Regions from separate parts of the Mus musculus genome. Here regions 2, 3, 4 and 5 are each linked to region 1. The links are chromatin contacts, called in public HiChIP or PLAC-seq and promoter capture Hi-C maps. All regions are on one chromosome and are shown on one strand. The core of a region is the stretch at or near the end of the contact, and the rest is flanking DNA. Distances in the headings are between cores, read along the strand shown.

What was found. Promoter capture Hi-C pulls out the DNA fragments that hold promoters and counts their contacts. HiChIP or PLAC-seq counts read pairs in DNA pulled down with a chosen protein or histone mark.
Region 2: an H3K4me3 HiChIP or PLAC-seq map of neural tube shows a contact between it and region 1, with 4 times the contacts expected there. The contact joins the enhancer-like site here to the promoter of E2f8 in region 1. A contact is called at or near these places in 19 of 39 promoter capture datasets (the 3T3-L1 cell line, 3T3-L1-derived adipocytes, the C10 cell line and 12 more), 1 of 15 datasets of contacts at CTCF or cohesin (large pre-B cells), 75 of 484 Hi-C or Micro-C datasets (3T3-L1-derived adipocytes, the AML12 cell line, the AtT-20 cell line and 52 more), 34 of 115 datasets of contacts at active chromatin or transcription factors (the 230-238 cell line, the SCID.adh cell line, T-cell acute lymphoblastic leukemia and 25 more) and 4 of 9 other capture datasets (adipose tissue, embryonic stem cells, liver and 1 more).
Region 3: a contact with region 1 is called in a promoter capture Hi-C map of liver. The contact joins the enhancer-like site here to the promoter of E2f8 in region 1. A contact is called at or near these places in 1 of 39 promoter capture datasets (liver), 3 of 484 Hi-C or Micro-C datasets (the G1E-ER4 cell line, hemogenic endothelial cells and liver) and 2 of 115 datasets of contacts at active chromatin or transcription factors (both in embryonic stem cells).
Region 4: a contact with region 1 is called in an H3K4me3 HiChIP or PLAC-seq map of bone marrow-derived macrophages, with 2.3 times the contacts expected there. The contact joins the enhancer-like site here to the promoter of E2f8 in region 1. A contact is called at or near these places in 1 of 39 promoter capture datasets (cranial neural crest), 1 of 484 Hi-C or Micro-C datasets (3T3-L1-derived adipocytes) and 3 of 115 datasets of contacts at active chromatin or transcription factors (bone marrow-derived macrophages and neural tube).
Region 5: a contact with region 1 is called in an H3K4me3 HiChIP or PLAC-seq map of forebrain, with 4 times the contacts expected there. The contact joins the enhancer-like site here to the promoter of E2f8 in region 1. A contact is called at or near these places in 2 of 39 promoter capture datasets (the SN4741 cell line and cranial neural crest), 10 of 484 Hi-C or Micro-C datasets (the HPC-7 cell line, the Patski cell line, bone marrow-derived macrophages and 4 more), 24 of 115 datasets of contacts at active chromatin or transcription factors (T-cell acute lymphoblastic leukemia, bone marrow-derived macrophages, cardiomyocytes and 19 more) and 3 of 9 other capture datasets (adipose tissue, embryonic stem cells and liver).

Annotation. Positions count from the first base shown.
Region 1 is chr7:48,879,636-48,882,453 of GRCm38.p6, reverse strand. E2f8 (E2F transcription factor 8) reads left to right here and starts at 1,413. Exons shown (of 13, transcript NM_001013368.5): 1 at 1,413-1,793; 2 at 2,053-2,176. The coding sequence starts at 2,162. Gm2788 (predicted gene 2788) reads right to left here and starts at 1,154. Exons shown (of 2, transcript NR_155436.1): 1 at 937-1,154. LOC115486422 (a long non-coding RNA gene) reads right to left here. Exons shown (of 3, transcript XR_882082.2): 3 at 1,830-1,933.
Region 2 is chr7:49,103,261-49,105,960 of GRCm38.p6, reverse strand. Gm32849 (a long non-coding RNA gene) reads right to left here. Exons shown (of 2, transcript XR_391458.3): 2 at 1-2,700. It also overlaps a transcript of Nav2 not described here. Among named protein-coding and RNA genes, the nearest start is that of 9130015G15Rik, 58 kb to the left of the region's middle. Within about 2 kb of position 1,395, at least 17 of the 459 cell types and tissues checked have an H3K27ac peak or open chromatin away from gene starts, as enhancers often do. A contact at or near this core is called in embryonic cerebral cortex, neural tube and stem cell-derived motor neurons, where this site is marked.
Region 3 is chr7:49,024,792-49,027,581 of GRCm38.p6, reverse strand. It overlaps a transcript of Nav2 not described here. Among named protein-coding and RNA genes, the nearest start is that of Gm32849, 15 kb to the left of the region's middle. Within about 2 kb of position 1,396, at least 6 of the 459 cell types and tissues checked have an H3K27ac peak or open chromatin away from gene starts, as enhancers often do. A contact at or near this core is called in liver, where this site is marked.
Region 4 is chr7:49,046,006-49,048,877 of GRCm38.p6, reverse strand. Gm32849 (a long non-coding RNA gene) reads right to left here. Exons shown (of 2, transcript XR_391458.3): 1 at 1-2,872. It also overlaps a transcript of Nav2 not described here. Among named protein-coding and RNA genes, the nearest start is that of Gm32849, 6.2 kb to the right of the region's middle. Within about 2 kb of position 1,392, at least 32 of the 459 cell types and tissues checked have an H3K27ac peak or open chromatin away from gene starts, as enhancers often do. A contact at or near this core is called in bone marrow-derived macrophages, where this site is marked.
Region 5 is chr7:49,083,440-49,086,214 of GRCm38.p6, reverse strand. Gm32849 (a long non-coding RNA gene) reads right to left here. Exons shown (of 2, transcript XR_391458.3): 1 at 973-2,775; 2 at 1-871. It also overlaps a transcript of Nav2 not described here. Among named protein-coding and RNA genes, the nearest start is that of Gm32849, 44 kb to the right of the region's middle. Within about 2 kb of position 1,279, at least 22 of the 459 cell types and tissues checked have an H3K27ac peak or open chromatin away from gene starts, as enhancers often do. A contact at or near this core is called in cortical neurons and forebrain, where this site is marked.

The DNA of each region.
Region 1 (2,818 bases), core at 164-2,663:
CCCAGAGTGATCAGAAAAGGGGAAATGTTACAAGGCAAAGGCGGGTGCAAAAGAACTCGAGCACGGAAAGGCATAGTTGGGGTGCCGAGCTTCTTTTTCCACTTCTGCAAAATGAGGGTTTTGGACGAGATGGTCTCCTAACTCTAAAATTCCCTTGACCTGTTCGATATACCAGGCCGATGTCAGAAGCTCATAAAAGGAAAAGGAAGAAAAGCGGGAAAGAGCAAAGAGGGGATCGGCAGACGCAGGACACTGGGGACAGGCTTGGCGGGTTTTCTGAGTTTCTCTCCCTCCTCCCACACCTGCGTGTTCAGAGATCGGCCAACGCCCCGCATCCTTGGGCTTCAGACAACGAAGCTCTTTCCTCCTCACACGTTTCTTTCTGGAAACCGTGGAGCAGAAGCTGCTAAGCAGTCATGCAAAGGGTCGCAGAGGGAACGGTGTCGCTAGGGTCCAGAGGGCAGGTGAGCAGACCCGGTTGACGTGGCACCAAGCTGGGGATGGCGGGGAGCCCTCGAGTCCTAGCCAGCCAGCTCTGGACCAGCCAAATTTCATCCCCCAACTTCGATCTCGGATAAATGGTGTTTGCAAAAAGAAAAAAAAAAAAAAAGAAAGAAAGAAAGAAAGAAAAGGAAAAAAGAAAAAGGAAAAGTTTTTGAGGACTTTTCCCCAAGTCTGGCTGTAGGCGGGGTCGGAGGGTGGTGCCTACAGTCTGATTCGCCGCGGCGGCAGTGCAGAGGCGCGGATTGGCGCGCGGGGCCCCGGGCCGGGAGAGCGGGCGTGGGGGAGGGGAGGCTCCGCGCCCGCGGGAGCGGCTCGCGCCGGGAGCGGGTTAATTTCAAATCGGGGGCTGGACTGCTCCTGGACGGCCACGCTCCCGCGGCCCGCCCGCCGGCCCCCCCCAGCCCCGGCCCCGGTGGCGCCCCCGGCACCCACCTCTGCGCGGCGGGGCTAAGCGAGTCTCCCTGAGACGCGCTGGCTCCCTGAGACGCGCAGCCAGGATTCGGGGCCACCCCGGACCGTCAGCTCTGAAGGAGGATTGACAGGTGAGCGGGGAGCAGACTGCTGCGGCGGGGTTGTGGGATCCCGGGAAGGCCAGGGTGAAGGCGGCCGTTTCCCGCCTCCCGCCCCGCCGGGGCCCGTGGGGAGGAGCCGAGCTCCCGCGCAGAGGGCGGGGGAGGGGCTCGCCCGCGCTCCAGCCCCGCGCACTCGGGGGCGGTGCCAGCTACGGTCCCGCTTTCCGCGCCAAATTTTTAAATCGAAGGCGGAAGGTCCGGCCCCGCCTTGGGGACCTCTAGCCAATCGCAGGCCTTCACCGGGCTTACTGATTGGCTCGGAGCCGTCGCCCTGGAAACCGTGAGATGCTGTCTGGCTGCCCCCGGGGGCGGTGCAGTTGGCGGGGAGGAGGAGCCAGTGCTTGCGCCGGGCGGGACGCGGGCTACTGCTGGGGACTGTACCTGGGACCGGGAGCGCAGCGTACGGTGCGCTTTGGCATCGCGGTGATTTCGGCACCTAGGGAATCCTTCCCTCGCCCCAGTACTTCGTGTATTGAAAGAAGCCTGAAAAAGGGGGTCAAGATCCCAAAGCCCTTTGTAAATGCCCGGTCGTGCGCTTAGAGCGCAGAGGCTGAATTGGAGGGTTGTTCTCAGGCCACTTCACAAGTCCTTCCTTCTGAGCCTGTGCACGTGTGTGTCAGGCGAGAAACTTCAGCATCTCCCCCGATGCAGGCTCGGTGCGTGCTCCATCGGAACCCGGGCTCGTGCGCTCCGTCCGCAGCCCGGATCAGTGCACAGGTGGGTGCTTGCTACAGCCATCTCGAACCTGAGAGAGGACTGTCACTGTAGATTCTGTGTTTGCTTGAAGTCTCGTGACAGAAGGGTTTGATGGAGGAATTTACTGCTGTCTGTTGGCGCGGTCTGCCTAGAGGCAATGTCTGTCCTCAAGGCAAAAATAAACCTGGTTTGTCATTTTTTGTTTGTTTCCGGGGGCTCTTGTGTACGTGAATCATTTTCATCAGCTCTTAATTCTTGCTTTACTTTTTTTCCTTTTAAGGATAGTAAAAAACTTTAATCGATTGGACTACTTAAACCACTGGAACTTGGGGAGGAACTTCAGATTTTTCGTTTTTAAAGACACACTAAATGTATGAGGAATTGACAAAATGGAGAACCAAAAGGTATTTTTAAAGTCCAGTCTATACTGTTGCAATGTCAAATGAAGTATCATCCTGAGTTTTTCGTTAATAAGTTTTCTTAAATTTTTCGTTTGATAGTCACGAATGCTGTATCCTTTTGGTTAACTTTTACAGAAATCCAGAAGGAAATTTTAATTTTTGAAGAGGAATAGGGTTGTCCAGGGTTAAAGTAACCTTTTTGTTTCAAAAGTTTAATATAAATTTAATATATATGGAAAAAGCTTTGGGGTTTTTTCTGTGCTTAAAAAATTATGTATATGTTATTTACATGAACCATTGGAATTCACAAAGGTCATAATTTGATACTGGATTTCTTTGTAAGATAACATTTTAAAATGTCAGCCCTTTAACCTACTGGGCCTCCAAATGCTGTTCCTGACAGATCTCCTGGAAGCATTTAGATGTTAGCTCAATGCTGTCCTTGGCAGTGTTCACTGAAACCCCACCCTTGGATCAGCACCTCCTGAGGGCACCATACTGAACTGAAAATTCAGGTGCCAGCCCCATGTGACCTCCCTCTGCCTCGCATCATCGTCTGCTAAGTAGCAGATTCAGCAGAAATACACACTGAGCCCTTAGTTTCATGGTTGTAATAGAGGATTGTTAACCCGGGCTCCCAAAGTT
Region 2 (2,700 bases), core at 146-2,645, 220 kb before region 1:
TGGCAAACCCAAAGTGGAGAAATTACTTCCTAGCTTCATTTTAAAAAGCAAAGCCCTCTTTCAGCCAGAGGCAATTACAGAGTGGCCCACAGGAAGGCAGAGTATATTTCAATTGGAACATGGCATTTTCCTAGCCCCTGCCATATGGAGCCTGGACACCAGCTGGTCCAGGGATGAGACCAATCACAGAGTCCAATTGGAACTAAATAAAATGACCCCCTGGAGGAAATCGCTCCAGGGAGGCCCACAAATCCCCATGACATGTCATTTTAGCATGTCCCATGTCAGAATGGGCCTTGCATTCAGCCTGAAGCCTGAGGCCTCAGACCTCTCTCCGGTGGGACAAGGAGATCTGGGGCCACAGCTGTGAGACCATCTCTCAGCAGGGAAGGAGCCCAAGGGCACAGAGGAGTCCTGCCTTCAGCCTGCTGCTGCTATAGATAGCCCCAAAGACATCCAGATTGCCAAGAGAAACCTGGCATCAACTTCCCTGTATTCCCCAAAGATGGGCCACATGGCTGATACCCAAGTCTATATTCACACTCCTACCCCTGCATTTTAGCCTCACCCTTGGGCAATAATACACACACACACACACACACACACACACACACACACACACAGGCTTTGCCCATGCTATGGAAACTCTAGTCACATTTTAGGTATAGAACATGGTACAGTAGGTGAGAGAAGGTAGCATTCTATGCTGCTGTCAGGCCCCGAGGAGGACTTAGCTCTGATACCCTATGTGTCTGCCTCCTGGTGTCCAGATTCTGCAGCTCTGTATTATCCACTGTTCAATTAGTCTTGTCTTACTTCATGGGGGTGACTATAGTGGCTGCACAGAACTGCTTGGAGACTTTGGGGCTGAGTGCACAGTGTATTAAAAAAAAATTAAGTGTGCAGAAAGCCCAGTGCACAGTAAATGATTATAATCTCTATTGCTGGCACCACTGTGAGTTCTTTGTGAAGAATGAAGGATTTGGTTGCTCCCCTGCCATGGAAACTCAGGTCACAGTTTTGGGACATAGGTCCTAGGTCTCATCTCTAGAAGAAGCAAGGGGTTGAGAGGCCAGTCCTGGTGGGACTTCGTGAGCATTCTGCTCAGGGAAGGTGGGTGGCAGCCATACTGTAGAGGAAGGCAGACTGAGTCCCCCAGTCTGCAGCCTGACAAAGAAACGGCTTGAAGGGCTCAGCAAGGCCCTTTATAGATGGTGGCTGGGAATAGCCAATCACATTTACCCCCTCAGTTGCTGGGAACAAGTGTCCCTTGTGTTGCCCTATTGTCTCTAGTGAAGCGGGCACGTACCTTCCATTGACACTGATGGGATTATGCGCTCCTATCAGGAGAGGAACAGTGGGTCCCCCTTGGAGGTGGCTGCCTCAATATGGCCAGTGGGTTGATTATCAGCAGAACACAGGGAGACCGCTTTCAAGAGAACCATTGGGGCCTGAGTGTGTGTAGCCTGTCTGCTTGTTGATAACTTGTCAGGGAGGACCCCGACTGCATCACGTTCAGACACACTGAAAAGGCTTCCAATTCCCGTGACATTTGATCTTGAATCAAAATGGCAGCGGATAATGGCTTTCCACATGGCTGCATGTCTCCGTGGGCTTCAATCCCTTTGCTCCCTTCCCCCAAAGAAGAACGATTAGGAAAAAAAAAAGTTTGAACTCTAAGCATCTTTTAAGCTCAGTAGCTAGAAGTTGTCGCCAGATGTGTGCAGAAAGTTTATGTCAAGAGACTGTAGAAATGAGCACACAGTTTATAAAATGAAAGAAAATAAAGATTAAATACAGTTAGATCTTATGATATAACTGGAGAGAAGAACGTGTGAACCAACTTAATTGAGTAAAGGACACTAAACTGGAAAAAGAATAGATTTTGTCCAATGTGGCTTGAAAACAAAACAAGAGGATAGTACTGAAAATGTTCCAGAAACCGTGAGGTGAATTAGCATTCCCTACCTGTACTGTTTCCTCTAGACCAGTCTTTTTTTTTTTTTTTAAGAATTATTTATTTTATGTGTACAAATACACTGTAGCTGTCTTCAGACACACCAGAAGAGGGCATTAGATCCCATTACAGATGACTGTGAGCCACCATGTAGTTACTGGGAACTGAACTCAGGACTTCTGGAAGAGAAGTCAATGCTCTTAATCCCTGAGCCATCTCTCCAGCCCCTTTAGGCCAGTCTTTGAGCCCCCAACACAAGCCAGAGGACTCAATCATCTTGCCTGTGACTGGAAATCACACCAGGTGAAACTTGGAAGTTCCGTGTATCTCAGGTTCCCTAGCTTAGCGACAATGCTCACCCACCAGTGGGTTGTTTTGTTTTGTTTTTTTTTTTTTGTTTTTTTGTTTTTTTTTTTTTTTTTTTTTGTCCTTTGGCACCATGGCAATTTGAAACTCCTCAGCAAATCATCCAGTAAGGTTCAGGGTGAAGGAGGGGTCTACTTTCTGTCAAGTGGGAGAAGGCTTCGCTGGGAGCCCTTCTTGAGTAGATCTTGGTGAGATCAATTTTGGAAGAGTAGAAAACTAACCTGAGTATCTGGAAGCTGATTTCTTGTTTTAAATACACACCCCATGCACATAACTGTGCATGCCTAGATTGCAGACCAGGGCTCTACTAGACCTCAAGGAGACTCAGGCCAAAGGAATAAACATTCTGTGACATTAGAGAGTAAAGGCTACCTGGA
Region 3 (2,790 bases), core at 147-2,646, 150 kb before region 1:
TACTTAGAGGATCGGTAATCTTTATTCAACCCAAATAAAGGGAAAAACAATACCCCTGGCTCCTGAAAGCCATATGCTAGCCACACTGCAGGAAGTAGCTCATTGATATTAATGTGCTTACAGCTTATTACATGAAAATTAATTAAAAATTGAATAAGATCAGAGCCCAAGATTCTGCATGTCTAATTTGCCACCAAAGCATCTCAGAATGAATAGCTGAGATCCTACGAACATTAGTCTATTACATTGTGGGATGTGACTCCTTTTCAGGCCATACCCCCCAAAAGAATGGACTTTCCATGGCTTTAGAAGCCCCTTATCAATATGGCATCTTTGGGGGAGGGTGTACCAGGTCACAATTAGAATGGTACTATCCAGTCACTGTCAGCTCAAGCCTCAGACTCTAGAGAAACACCCAGCTATTTGTAGACCACAAATGGTCCATCATAGGCAAGAAGGAAGTCAAACATTGTCTCTGGCCCCACCTGTCTCTGCAGACTCATGGATGACTCGGGGGTGGAGGGTGTGCAGAGCCTGGCTAGGCAGGCTCAGCTTACTCCTAACTGTCTGCTCCCATACTGGAGACAACAGGAAGATAAAGTCTGGAGCTAAGCAGATGTTGCCAGCAACACTCCATCTTTGAGCTCCTCTCCTAAGACCTGACTTCCACAGATGAGTCTAAGAGCTAACCAAGACAGCCTGGTACAGACCAGACACCCAATTCCTGTTCTTGCCACTTAAAACAAAGTCAAAACTCAAAGTCAAAGGCAAAAAGTTCCAGTCCAAAAATGTAGCAGCTCAATTCATTTCCCCTTACAACGCAGAACATTCTCAAGTCTCTTACCCAATAATATTCTGGGTGGCAAATTCCTCGGAGTAAGGCTGTGTTTCCTCCGTCTCTGTATTCCCTGGACCCTGCTGTGTTCAGCACAGGCCATGAATGTCTACAGAACAAATGAGTGGAAAGATTGGGAAAGTATCCCAGCCACTTCAAGTGTGATAACATAATCCCAGCACTCAGGATCCCAAGGCAGGAGTGTTACAAGTTTGAGGCCACCACCGGCTACAGAGAGAATTTCAGACACGGATAAGCTATCCAAAGAAACAAACATGCCCATCCCCCACCAGCAAGACGCTTTAAAAAACACTTTTCAGCCATTCTGTTGTGCCTTAGAGTCTATTCTTGTCCCCAGACTTTCTCTCCCTCGGCCAACTCCTTCCCCAGAGCCTTGCTCACCTAGCTGACCCTCCAGGCTGAAGAAGTCACTCATTTCTGGGCAGAAGTTATTAGAATACACAAACTCTGGTGCCCTTTCCATTTGAAATGCACTGGAGTGATCAGTTTCAAAACCAAGCTTGTCAACAAATGGAAAATCTTGCCCAATGTGGTCCGAGAGGCAACTGAGCCAAGATCACCCAGTAACTCAAATACAAAATGAGGCAGGATTGTTGTGAAGACTCCACTGTTGGAGGCTGGAGTCTCAGGATGAATTGAGGTCACCAGCCTGACTCTGGCAAATGCACTTTACAGACATGTTTTACTATTTGGGATTCCCCGCACCTATAAATCAGACTCATGAGCCATTGATCTATCCATCTGTTTAGCAAGCACTTATTGAGTTCCTTCTCTGCAGTCATGTACAAACTTGGGAGAGCACGGAAATGAGCCAGAATCAATCCCTGCTCTCAAGAAAATTGCAACCAATGCAAGCATCACTATTATACATCACTGTATATTTTCAGTTACTAGACAGCCTTAGCTCATGTTCCATATTATCTATGGCTACGTTTGGCACAAAATATCACTAAGAGGAGTTAGAGAGGTAGCTCAGTAAGTGTTTGCCGTATAAGCTTGAAGACTGCAATTCCCAGAAGCCATGTTTAAAACTGAGGCATTCTGGGGTCCTTGCCATCCCAGTGCTGGGGAGGTACAAACAGATCACTTGACTCCAAGGCCAGCCAGACTAGCCTACTCAGTGGGCTCTGGGCCAACTGGAGACCCTGTTTCAAGAACTAATCAAGGTGGATGGCTCCTGAGAAATGACACCCCATATACATATGTACACCCACACGAACACAAACCAACATACACACATATATGCACAGGCATAAACATAAAGTATTGCTAAGAGCTAGTTGATGAATGTTCAGACTCTGAATCCCTGCATTCTAAAGGAATTACACCCTGTTTTTCCAGCATTTTCTGTTTGATTCTTTCCCTTTCCTGTTGTATGGAGCAGAAGGGCCTGGAGTTTCACCTGCTGTGGCCTCTTCCTTCTGCCAACCAGAGTGCAGAGGGTAGAGCAAGCAATTGCTGGGCTGACCTCCTTTCTCAGTGGTCCTGACGTGTGCCTCCAACAGGAAAACAAGCCCTGCACACACTCCAGGGAGAGCCAGATTGGAGACTCCTCTGTATCTGACACATTTCTCCACTTACTAATTGTACACGGCGGTTCTCTGCAGAGAGCTTTCGATGAGGCTCACCTGTGATGCCTGGCTTCCAAAGATAATAATCAAGTTGCAAATGGTTGCCAAACGTGGTATGTCAACAAAATTGGCAAGTACTGCAGAGGAGGCAGGGCAGCTTACAGACAAGGCCATGAGGAAGGGGGTGGGGTACTCAAATACCAGCACAGTGTCACCTAGGGCCAATGACCCCAAACCATCAGGACACAGCTTCCTTACTCATGTATCTGCAGCCTTAGGCACATGAATACTTTCTGAACTTCTACTGTGTGTGGACCCCAGTGTGGGGACACTTCTTCTCTCCTTGCTGATCAAGGGTCATCA
Region 4 (2,872 bases), core at 143-2,642, 170 kb before region 1:
TGCTTAAAAGGGCAAAGAGTAAAGTTTCTTAGTAAAGGGCTTAGATTGGTGGCTCATAGGATTGCTGGAGGAGAGAGCCTTGCAGAGATCTGAGGGTGCACAGAACTCCAGCCTATCCTCCCAGGCTAGTCAGATGGGGGTCTCATGCCATGTTGGGAGTGTCTCACACCAATATGAGGGAGTAACGGGACCATGGCAGACAGGGGACAGCAGGCAGGCATTCAGCTAGGTTGTCCTGGTAGGTCTGGGAAGAAGGCTCTCTAAGAGCCCTGGGGGAGGAAGGCAGGGCTCTTGCCTGGGCTCTGCTGAAGTTCAGGGCCCTTTGGATTGAGTGACAATTCCCAGCAAGCTTTGGTGGGGTCAGCATGGCTGACTCTCAGCTCAGACAAGGCCTAAGGTTTCCCATAGATAACACGCATTTCAGGGTGATGCAGGCTGTTCCTGGGGGGTGTCCAGAGATGTCAGGGTTGATATCCACATTCCAGAAGGCATTAGCATGGAGAGGGGTGGGTCCTGACAATATTCGTATAGCATACCACTGAAATATCAGTTTCCTTCAGTTAACTTAGAATTTCGGTGCACACCACAACTCTGCTAGAGACCTACTCATAAGCCCTCTTGGAGGGTTTTCAGCCTACTCATGCCTCCAGTCCCACATCAGTTGCCTGACAGCTTACTTTGCCTTCCTTTGTCACCAGCCAGTCTTCATGCTTTTATTCTCAAGCTCTGTGAGGGAACGCTGGAAGGTGAGAAGGCACCGGGTGGATGCTCTTCACATTTGGACTGGCGTTAATACAATAAGCAGCTGAGCTTGAACAGTGTGAAGCAGCAGTTACAAGCTATCTCTGGACTCAGGGTTCAAACTCTAGATATGAACAGGGGATGCTGGCATCCCGTCCCCCACCCCCCACCCCCCATCCCCGGAATCCCAGTAATTGGCGGGTTGAGGCAGGAGGATCTGGAGATTGAGATCAGCCTAAGCTACAGAGTAAGCTCTTGTTACTTGTCTCTTCCAGAGCAGAGGGAAACAGAGGGATCAGACAGGAATAAGGGGCAGGCAGAGCAGGGTCTCTTTGCCTTGTATGCTCCTTGCAGACCTTGTGCTCCAAGACTGAGCTAACCAAGGGCAAGGTGAAGCTGTAAAGTCTGGTCACAGAATGGAGACTAGAGAAGACCTTCCTCAGTGACAATGACTGCTCCTGTCACAAATCTTCAAGTTGTTAGACCTTGACTTCAAACCTCCACCCCACTGAGCCTGTTATAGCCACCACTGCCTGCATGAAGTGTGGTTGCCTGCGTGGTCACATGGGCGGGGCTCTGTGCCTGAGATGGGAGAACCCATGCCACTTGAGGACATCTGCCCATGGCCACACCCCTGCCTGCAACCACATGGATGAAGCCGAGTCAGCGCTTGGTTTAGTTGTGAGGAATGGAGCTGTATAGCGTATGCAGGGAAATCTCGTTAACTCAAAACTCGGGAGACTAGATGTTAATTCCTAAGTCAAAACAAAAGCGGGAATGGGCTGGTTTCAGATGTTTTTATTAACAGAGTGTTTTGTCAGCTGGGAAATAGGAAAGGTTCTGAATTATGCACTGTTTGAGGAAGCCATTAGTGGATTAGGAGAAGTGTTTTTTTTTTGTTTTTGCCATTTACGTTACAGGACATAACAAATGACTTCAGGGCTTGAGCGACTCTGGCTGGAGAAGGATGGACTGAGTCAATTTCCTGCTATCAAATGGTTTCCTTTAGCCCACGACTTTAGTCTTAGATGCTAAGCAAGAGAGGAAGGGGATGGGTGCCAGCGGTGTAGGGTGCTGTCGAGGACTCCAGCTGACCTTCTGCAGGGAGAATCAGGTGCTGGGTGATGCTGTGAGAATTCAGAAGAAATTCTGCAAACCCCCCGTGCCCTGTTCCTGCTGGACCCACAGCTCCAACAAGCTGTGGTCTTCTCAGCTCCCTGTCCCAAGTGTTTCTGTCAGCTGAGGATGTCCCCTTTGTCCCTGTCAGCTGAGGATGCCCCCTTTGTCCCTGTCAGTCAGCATACTGGCAGCTGCGTTTGTTTTCACAGAGTGCCAGTGGGCAGCTGGAAATGATGCCCTGTTGAGGGCTGCATTCCCTTCCTTCCATGCTTTTCTCTGGAGAAGTGAATAGAGGTGCTCTGATGCCCTGTGCTATGTATGCTGTCTTCGTAGTTCACTGAACAAAGTAAACTCAAGATGCAGGGCAGAAGTCTGCAGGAGGAAGGAGGGGATTTTTTCAGTCTTCAGTTCTATCTCAGCCATGGTCTTGTTCTGGACCAGGCACTGGGGACACGGAAGTATTCATGGCCTCCCAGCAGGCAGACACGGGAAGAGCATGTGACAGTTGAGATTTACAGTAGCATCCACTCACCCACTGTGTGCTTCCTCCCTTGCACACGTGCCTTCCTTTGCCCCATTCTTTATTCTCTATAAATCAGCTGGGAAGTAGCTATCCCTGCTTAGGGAAGGGAGTCACTTTTAGTGGAAGATACTTCCCTGAGTTTACCAGCCCTCTCTGTGTGGCATCCTGCACATAGCTAGCATCTCCTGACCCCCACCTTTCCAACCAGCTTTCCACAGACCCCAGAAGCCTCCCTCAGAAGAGGTCTCAAGAGCCTTCCAATCCACTCACACTCTCAGACAGGGCCGTACGCCTTTCCTCAGCCCAGAGTCCAGCTGGGACCAGACTGGGGACAAAGTCTCCAGTGACTTATTAGGTTCATGGCTGGAGGACAGAGGCAGGAAAACCAAAAGTAATTGCTCAATTTCAGGCCTGCTCAGAGCTAAGTGAATTTAATAACCCATAGATCATGTTATACAAATTGCATTTCACAGTTTTTACCAACTTACC
Region 5 (2,775 bases), core at 30-2,529, 200 kb before region 1:
CCCCCACCACTCTCAGAGGCCTGAACTCCCCTGAGATAAGTAGTGGGTGGGTTTTGTCCTCAGTGAAGGGCTGGCTCTGTTATACCACCATTGTTGCTACAGTCCACCCTCCTGTTCACCAGTTTCTTCCCTTGCACGGTTTATAATGAGAAGAAGACGGCACTGGAACTGCCTGAGACAGGGCTTCGGATAAGCAGCGATGCTTCAGCTACCACGAGTAATCCTACTGATATCATCGTTACTACTTTGAGACAGTGTCATGTGGATTCTTGGCTGGCTTCAAATTCCTTGTATGATCCAGTGTGACCTTGAAATTCTTCTACCATCTCCTCAGTGCTAGAGTTATAAGTGTGTGCCGCTGTGCCCTTAAAAAAATATTACTAGCTATTGTCATAGAGGGGCACAAAGTTTCGGTAAAGGGCACTGGTGTCTGCGAGGCTCGACTGTCTCTCTGTTCCTCAGTTTCCTCATGCTAAAAATAAGCATAAAATAATGACAAGTTCACTGCGTAGCCAGGGAGTAATGAGTTCACACTCTGAGCAGTGCCTGGGGGGATTGGAGCCGTAGACCCGGTCCTGCCGTGCCTGAGCAGTTTTCCAGGAACCTTCCCAGCCACCAACCAGTGCTGCGCATCTTCTTTCTGCTTTCGCCCTTGTCTGCTTCCCAGTCTGTTATTTCCCAGACTTACAAAGTAGCCTCCTGCTTTCTTCAAGGCAACAGATTGCAACTGCAGAAGTTAAAGACTTGAGAGCCGGACCACATCTCAGAGGTAGGATGCTTGCCGAATGCACACAAAGCCCTGGGCTCCATTCCCAGCACAGCATACCCATTTTTTTTTTTTCTTTTTGAAAAAGTGAAATCACTCTTCCTTCTGTAGAATGCAAATGTTCAGGAGAAGGATGAGACCCAGAGATGAGAAAGACCAGGGACCCATTCCCCAGGGTAATTCTCTGCCTGCAGGACCCAGCTTACCACATTTCTTTCTTGTTGGATGTCTCAGGCAAGATTAAAGCAACCCCGGTGAATGTCGGCGACCCCATTGCCTGGTGCCTGGAATAGAATTCCATTTCTGCCTTTGAGTTTTAGGAGCAGTGATTCCAAGGCTTCGGGGGAATCACAGATGAAATACAAAGTGCCAGGGAAGGGAGGTGGGGCGGCCGATCATCTCCCATCTCGCCCGTGGCTGCTGAACGTGTTATCATTTATCACAGTCCCTGCCTTTGCCTTGGAAAAGCATCTGGTGACAGTGAGTTGAATAAATATCCCAACCAGCCCTGGGAACAGCCTGGCTCAGTCATCTAGAAACTGCATTTGCATACAGTTCCTTCTTGATTACTGTGGAACTGCACAGAGGCTGAGCGAGGTGCTGCAGCACCCCCCCCCCCCCCGATATATGGGACAGGACATCTGAGCCCAAATTCCTTGGTATTTACATTCCCCAAGGGCTGCTACTTCATCTAGGAGCTTGCTCCTGCAGCCTCAGCTAATGACATAGTTCTTGTCCAAGAGGATTCTGAGCACTAGCAGTCAGGCATGCAGATGCACACAGGAACAGCAGGAGTCCAGGCCTCAGGAAGGGGATGACCAAGTTGGAAGTGACTTTAAGGGTTGTCTGGTCCACTTGCCTCTACCCTCATTTGCCAGAAGAATCGGGGACACCCATGGTAAGGAACAGGCATGCATTAATGTCCACCCTGACTCTTGTTTTTCTTGGTTATCAAATGCACACAGAGGCCCGTCATTGAGAACTTCATGTGAGATCCTGGCCCCAAGACACAGTATCTGTTTAGCCATCCTTTCCCTGCATCCCTGCATCCTTCCCACACTGCCCTGGTATGCTCTCTCTCTCTCTCTCTCTCTCTCTCTCTCTCTCTCTCTCTCTCTCTCTCTCTCTCTGTGTGTGTGTGTGTGTGTGTGAGTATGTGTGCTCTTCTGAATACTTAGTGGGACCACAGTCCCCCACCAAACACTGAAGAGGCTGGAATGACCACAGAGGGCCTGGATTCCCTAGTGGGTGGGTTCTTACTCACTCACTCATGTATTCAACAGATTCGGCCAGCCGTTGTTGGAGGCATCTGTTGATTCAAGAGTGAATAAAACATTCATGAGAAAAGGCTGATCTGAGCCAATCATTATACTCACCATTGGTTAATGCAAATCCCAGCAAGTGACTGGACCAGCAGCTAGGTACAAATTGGTAACAGACAGGCTTAACACCTAGGATGGGGTGGTCAGGATGACCTCCTTGAATAAGGACTGTTTGCACTCACACAGAAGGATGGAGAATTTCATTAGTGATGCATGGAGCTAAGAGTGACGGGTGGGGAGTGCAGCCCAGGTGACATTTGCAAAGGCCCAAGCTGCTTACCATATCTGAGGAAGTCCAAAGGATTAGCAAGAGGGCTGGTTTTGTGCCTGTGCTTATTTCTTGCAGTTGTTTAGTTTGCAGGAGATCACGGTGGTCAGCCTCAGAGTCCTGGGAGGAAGGACCACTGCAGTGAGTAGCAAACAAGTCAGGCTGTGCACACAGACCCTCATCCCAAGTTATCCTGTATGTAGATCTAGCCTACACATCAGACAAAGGTCCGAGTTATTGCAGCTCCAGAGGAGTCAGTGGGATGGTTTTAATGTGACTTCTGGCCCTTGCATAGCCCCACCAGTATTGCCCATTAAAACCCCTGCCCCTCCAGCCTGCCCCCAGTGCTCTGTCAGGGGAGTCTGTTGGTAGCTTCAGCTTGGATGGAACTTCCAGAGTCAATGGGAAGACCCGAAGAC